2 separate regions of the Sus scrofa genome follow, and region 2 is linked to region 1. The links are chromatin contacts, called in public HiChIP or PLAC-seq maps. All regions are on one chromosome and are shown on one strand. Each heading gives the region's core, a stretch centred on a gene start, on an enhancer-like site or on the middle of the called end of the contact. The rest is flanking DNA. Distances are from core to core; before and after follow the strand shown. Region 1 holds the start of TSPO (translocator protein). Region 2 holds the start of ARFGAP3 (ADP-ribosylation factor GTPase-activating protein 3).

Region 1 (3,228 bases), core at 265-2,764:
TTACCAGGCAAAAGAGGCAAACAAGAGCGAAGATCATAAATCAGTTAGGAAGACTCCCAGTTCTGTCTCAATGGCAAAGGTTAGCTTGAAGCACGCACGTGTTTGAGCTGTTTTGCAGAATTTAAACTCCCTGCAGTGCTCAGCCACCAAATCAACTGGAAACTAAGGGACAAGGTTTTTTTTTTTTTTTTTTTTTTTTTTTTTTGTCTTTTTGTCTTTTTGCCTTTTCTAGGGCCGCTCCCACGGCATATGGAGGTTCCCAGGCTAGGGGTCGAATTGGAGCTGGAGCCACCAGCCTATGCCAGAGCCAGAGCAACGCGGGATCCCAGCCGTGTCTGCGACCCACACCACAGTTCACGGCAACGCCGGATCCTTAACCCACTGAGCAAGGGCAGGGACTGAACCCGCAACCTCATGGTTCCTAGTCGGATTCGTTAACCACTGCGCCACGACGGGAACGCCTAAGGGACAAGATGTTGATCTTTGCTGACCCTCCAGTCAACTGAAGCTTGGACTCTGTAGGCCTTTGCCCCAATTCTATGCAGAATTCTCCTCTGCTCAAGCCCCCGTGAAAATACATACGCCAGCCAAACCCCCTCATGAATATGTATGCACTCTTAGCTTAAAATTTCCCAGGTTTTGTTGTCTGGGGAGACACTGCTTTGGGAGAGACTCCCCCGCCCCTTGTTCTCCTTATTTCTTGCAGGTAGCAAATCCTTCCTTTTTTCCTGCACTTTGGCTTGGTTGTGTCTTTAGGCAAAGACACCCAAGGCGAACCCAGTTTTCGGGTAACACCACGACCCCTCCCACCCGTGCTCCCAGTTCCTATGCAGGAGAGGCAGGGGACAGGCAAGTCCCAGGGGCTGCTCCGCCCACACTGGGCTCTGTGCAGGCTGTGATGCGCCTGAGCACTGGACAGGGGTCTGGTGACGCGGTCCTAAGTCTCCGCGGGGCATTAACTCGCTTTGGACAAATAACCTCCCCTATCCGGCCTGGGTTTCCACCTCTAGAAATGGGGTGTCTCAAGTGCATCAAGAGTGGATCAATGTCAGTCTCCCTAGCATTTTGTGATCCTCGGGGTACCCGGTTGAGGTGGCCCGCCCTGGGCCGCTCAGCTACGGAATAAGCGGGAAGGGGGGGGGTCCGGCCCCTCCCGCCGCTCTGTTTCCCGCGCGGGGTGTGGCGGGGCGGGGTTCCCCAAGTTTCCCCCTTCCGCGCCCCCAATCCCGCTGGAATCCGGCTGCGTAGGAGCAACGACCGCGGAGACCAGGGTTGGGGTCACTTTTTGTCGCCCCCGGGGGCCGACCCGATGGCTCGGTCCCTAGCGCTGCCCCGCGGCCACCCCCTCCATCCCCGCCACCTCCCGCCGCAGTTTCCCTTGGTGCCCCGCGCCGGCGGGCAGGCGCTGTCGGGGGGAGGGGGTCTCTCCCGCGTAGCCCCCTGTCTGCCACGCCCTCGGCGCGGGTCTCCACTCACCAGCGACAAGGACTCGCTCCGGGAAGGGTACTGCGCGGCGGAGGTGGCGGCCGCGGCCCGGGCCCGCCCCGCCCGCGAGGCCCCGCCCAGGACACCCCGCCCAGGACACCCCGCCCTGTCCTCGAGGCCCCGCCCGACCTGGCTGGAAGTTTGGGTGCTCCCAGGCCGGGTCTTCTCCCTCTCAGCATGACCGCCGCGATGGGCAGACCCAGCCAGTGCTGCAGGCAGGTCGCTTCTCTTGAGCCTCATTTTTCCCATCTGTAAAATGGGACCGCAGAGACTGATCTCAGAGAGGGGAATGACGTGGCCTGATGGCAAAGCCCTGAACGTCCTCCGGCACCGCAGCCCTGGCCCCCCACCTCCGGAGAAGCACACTTTGGCTTTACTTGTTGCCCCCGGGCAGGAGGTAGCCCTCCCCTTAGTCCTGGCTTAGCCGCTTTGTGGCCGGCTCTCTGCCCCCATCTCCTCATCTGTAAAGTGGGTGCAACATCGTGGGACTAAGGAGGATACCACAGACGCCTGGCACCCACGGATCCTCGCAGTCCAGAGCTGGCCTCCAGTTTGCCAGGGTCACCTTGATGGGACAGCATGTCCAGCCTTGAGCACCCCACCTCTTCATCTGCACGTGCTTTTTTTTTTTTTTTTTTTTTTTAGGGCCTCACCCATGGCATATGGATTCCCCCAGGCAAGGGGTCAAATTAGAACTACAGCAGCTGGCCTACACCACAGCCACAGCAATGCAGGATCCAAGCTGCCATCTGCAACCTACACCACAGCTCACGGCAACGCCAGATCCTTAACCCACCGAGCAAGGCCAGGGATCAAACCCCGCAACCTCATGCCTAGTCAAATCTGGGAACACCTGCACGTGTTGCTTTATTACTACAGCCCAGGGCCTGTTGCAGCCCCTGGTTAACGTGGCCAGGCAGGGCCCCCCGCCCCCCACCCCCCATAAGGGAACCACAAGTGCCCAAACTGGTTTCTGGGGGGCCAAGGGGAACTGTGCGTGCTTCTCCTAGGCCATGGTCTGACTGTCCTAGGCCCTGGCATTTTTGCTTTCATGGGCCTCTTCTGCCTTTGACTGCCTTGGTATAAAGATGAGTGTAATCCAAGACTATCTTTTTCTTCCGACTTTATAAGTGATCGAGGAGTTCCTGTTGTGGCTCAGAGGGTTAAACACTCGACTAGTATCCATGAGGAGGAGGGTTCAGTGGGTTAAGAATCTGGAGTAGGTCACAGATGCGGCTCAGATCTGCTGTGGCTGTGGCTGTGGCGTAGGCTGGCTGCTACAGGTCAGATTCAGCCCCTAGCCTGGGAACTTAAATATGCTGTGAATGCAGCCATTAAAAAAAAAGAAAGAAAGAAAAAAAAGAAATTGAAAGATTATCCAGGTTCCCTCAAAGTATGGTGGCCCCAGGCATTGCAGCTGCTGTTTCTAGTGAAATCGGTCTGGCCACGCCTCCCAGCAAGCTGCCAGCCCTCACCCTCTTCCTGTAAGGAGGTGCCCAGTGGCTTGGCAGAGTGGCAAACTTGCCTGCCCCGGAAGACCCGTGGGGAGAAGGCAGTGTGCCTCCCCTCTCCCCTCCCCCGCTGCAGGAGGGTTCCAGGATCACAGGGGCATCCTGGAGGTGGGGATGTCTGTCCCCAAATACTGGCTGCAGGCCAGCACTGAGGGGAGGGGCTGAGAACAAACTCACTAGGCCCGCAAGCCTTTCACAGATGAGAAGTTACAGTTCAGGGGAGACTTGCCAC
Region 2 (3,147 bases), core at 641-3,140, 260 kb after region 1:
GTGAATTTCCAAAAATATGAAACCAAGCAGGACCCTGTGGGGCTCTCCTGGGTGCCAAAGCCCCTCTGTGTCCCCCATTTCTGGTTTGTGAAAAAGGGCTTTAGTCTCGCAGGACTTCCCTGAGCTCCAAAGAGCAGATTCAAGCAGTTATTAATTAGGGAACTGAAAGGACTGAAGACACAGAGGAAAAACACTCAAGAAACCAGTTCACCGATAAAACAGTCCCAGTTCCTCCGTAACAACTGTCATCCAATCGGATACATATCTTTGCGTTGTTCTGCAGAAACTAAGACCCCACCCACCCAGGTGGAGGATGTTGACGGCATGGGGACCACAAGCACACCGACCACAGACTGGCTGGAAGCAGAAGGTTCCTGAAACATCACCCGTTAACTCACCACCCACCAATCAGAAGGAAGTTCAAGAGCTAAAACCCTCACCCCAATGTTGTCTTTGAAACTCTTTCCCTGGAAACCACCGAGGAGTTTGGATCTTGCTCGGTGCCTACAGTAAACACGCACCACGGCATCAGTAAATTGGCTTTGCTGCTCAGTGAGCAAGAAGAGCCAAGTTCAGTTCAGGAGCAAGTGCGCTGCCTTAGCCTACAGGGGTTGGTGGAAATCAGATAAGGCTGCTCCTGATTCCAGGAACTCAGTTTCTTTGTTTTGTTTTTCCCAGGCTAGGGGTCAAACGGGAGCTGCAGGTGCTGCCTAATACCGCAGCCACAACACCACCAGATCCAAGCCATGTCCTCCACCGACACCAAGCTCACAGCAACGCCAGATCTTTAACCCACTGAACAAGGCCAGGGATCGAACCTGCGTCCTCATGGATAATAGTCAGATGCGTTTACTGTCGAGCCAGGACAGGAACTCCTCAAGGGTATATACTTTAACTCAGTACCAGGAAGAACTTTCAAACAGAGCTGTCTGCAAAAATAACTTACTGTTCTGGAAGGTAATAAATTTCCCTTCCTTGGCAGAGGTCCAACTTCCCCCAGGGTTTCTACTCACACAGGTTGAGTGAACAATTCCCAGCCTCTAAAAGCAGAAAGACCACTGCCAAAGCCTTTTCCAGGGCCTCCCTGGCAGCCGCTCTCCTGTGCTGCTCAGCGCTGATCCCCCCTCTCTCATCCCATTGCACAGATGAGCAGACCAAGCTTTAGCGAGGTGACCCGAGCAAGGTCACAGCGCTGGGAAGGAGCTGGCTGGACCGTGCATTTGACCCCAAGACCTGTTATCCTTCCCTGAGCCGCAGAGCCTTACCTAGGGGCTCCACATCCACTAATGCAGAAGAGGCACCTTTCTCCAAGCGTTAAAACCCTCTGGCGAGTAAGGGTAGGAAAAGGCCAGCTTCTTTTCCTGTCTATATTTATCCATTCTGACCCGGCGCCTTTCGCCTCTGGAGAACTGCTACTTGTCACTGACACACTCAAACTGATACTGTAAGAAAACCAGTTTTCGGCATTGGAGGCTTCCCACTCAGCGCTCAGCTTTAGCTTACGGGAAAAAAAAAAAAAAAAAAAAAAAGCAACTAGAGAACCCAGCATCTGGACTCCCGGATGCCGCAGGAAGGCCCTTGCCTCTCGGTTCCTCCTTTGCCACTTGGAGGAGCAGGTTCTGCCACCCTCACAGGGAGGAGGCCAGAAGACCCGGCGAAGAAAGCAGTCGGTCAGCCGACGTGGTGGTCCCCACTGAGGTGCTGGTGGGCGCAGACCTCCGCGGGGCCCGGCTTCCACACCCACAGCCCGGCGCGAACGGCGAGCGAGACTCCTGCGCACGCGCGTGCAGCGCCGGGGGCGGGGCCTGAGGGGCGGAGCCGGCGGCCCCCCCGAGCCTGGGCCCTAGGGGAGAGCGGCGCGTGCGCTCTGGGCGGTGGGCGGGGCCTGGGCGGGGACATCGAGAGGCGGGGTCGAGCGTCACGCGCAGCCCCGCCCCTCCGCCGTCGTCTACCTCCTGGAGGCGGCAACCGCTGCTGCTCTGCCCTTCCCGGTTGGCAGGGGCCAGCTGCGCCTCGGTTCTTTGGTGACCATGGGGGACCCGAGCAAGCAAGACATCCTGACCATCTTCAAGCGCCTCCGCTCGGTGCCCACCAACAAGGTAACGGCCGCCGGGCGTGTTCAGGCTTGTTTGGCATCCTTGCTGGACCCCGCGGGCGGCCCCTGCGGCGGCAGTGGCCACGGCCGCGGGAGGAGGAGCTGGCCCGGCCTGTGACACGTCGCACTGTGCGGCCGCAGCGGCTGGGCCTCGCCTGGGTCCAGACTGTGCGCCGCCCCCCCAGTCTCAGGAAGGGAGAGGCAGAAGAGGGGGCGCACACCGGGGTCCAGAGCAGGGCAGGCACCGAGGGGCCCTGGGTGCCGGAAGTGTGAGCATCTGGGGGTCCCGGGGGCGGACATTTGTGGGTTCCTGACACCGGGCCGAGGAACTTAAAGGAGGACGGAGGCGGCTTTTGGGGGTGGCAAAGTGAAGTGGCCCCTGAGTTCCTGAGAATACTGAGGGCTCATACACGGGACTCCTGCGACCTGGAGCAGACCCCGGACACCGTAGGCCACCTGTGACCCAGCCGGGAAGCGTGCACGGGGCAGAAACAACAGCTGGTAGCCCTGGGCGCTTGGGAAAACTCGACTCACCCCCTTTCCCCCTCGAGCTCACCTCTGAAGCTCCTCAGGGGCGCCTGTTAGAGCCTGGATTGTTCCCTGTGCCCTTTGGCGGCAGCCTCAGCTTCCCTGTCCGATAAAGCTGCTAAGTGGTCACTGCAGTGGCTTTGAGCTCTTTTCTCTTACGAGAAAGCCCACCACAACCCTTTCCCTTCCTAACCTTTGGGTCTCTTTGGAGATTGGGGTTTTCCTTTCTTTTTTTCATCTCCAGAGCCTGTTTCCCCCCCATGACTCTTACAACTTTTGGCTCCTGGCTGGAGATGGGATGACGCATGGGGCTAAAGTGACACCGTCCGCGGAGGATCACAGATCGGAGTGGAACCTAGACAGTGCAAAGGGCTGTCGTGTCAGCATGGACTCTCCCCTCTGCTCCTGTGACAGGAGTTCTGTCTGGTCCCCCCTGTCACCTCCACCACAACAGCTATTAACCAGTACGGTCATGCGTCATGACCCTGAAGTCCCTGAGTTTTACAGAATTTAGATGTCTTTGT

Evidence for each region. HiChIP or PLAC-seq counts read pairs in DNA pulled down with a chosen protein or histone mark.
Region 2: a contact with region 1 is called in an H3K27ac HiChIP or PLAC-seq map of alveolar macrophages. The contact joins the promoter of ARFGAP3 here to the promoter of TSPO in region 1. A contact is called at or near these places in 1 of 5 promoter capture datasets (fetal liver) and 1 of 2 datasets of contacts at active chromatin or transcription factors (alveolar macrophages).

The regions. Positions count from the first base shown.
Region 1 is chr5:5,733,583-5,736,810 of Sscrofa11.1, forward strand. TSPO (translocator protein) reads right to left here and starts at 1,515. Exons shown (of 4, transcript NM_213753.1): 1 at 1,477-1,515.
Region 2 is chr5:5,992,247-5,995,393 of Sscrofa11.1, forward strand. ARFGAP3 (ADP-ribosylation factor GTPase-activating protein 3) reads left to right here and starts at 1,891. Exons shown (of 16, transcript XM_003481526.4): 1 at 1,891-2,099. The coding sequence starts at 2,031. It overlaps LOC110260619 (a long non-coding RNA gene), which reads right to left and starts at 1,794. Exons shown (of 2, transcript XR_002343865.1): 1 at 1-1,794. It overlaps LOC110260620 (a long non-coding RNA gene), which reads left to right and starts at 2,106. Exons shown (of 2, transcript XR_002343867.1): 1 at 2,106-2,364; 2 at 2,868-3,147.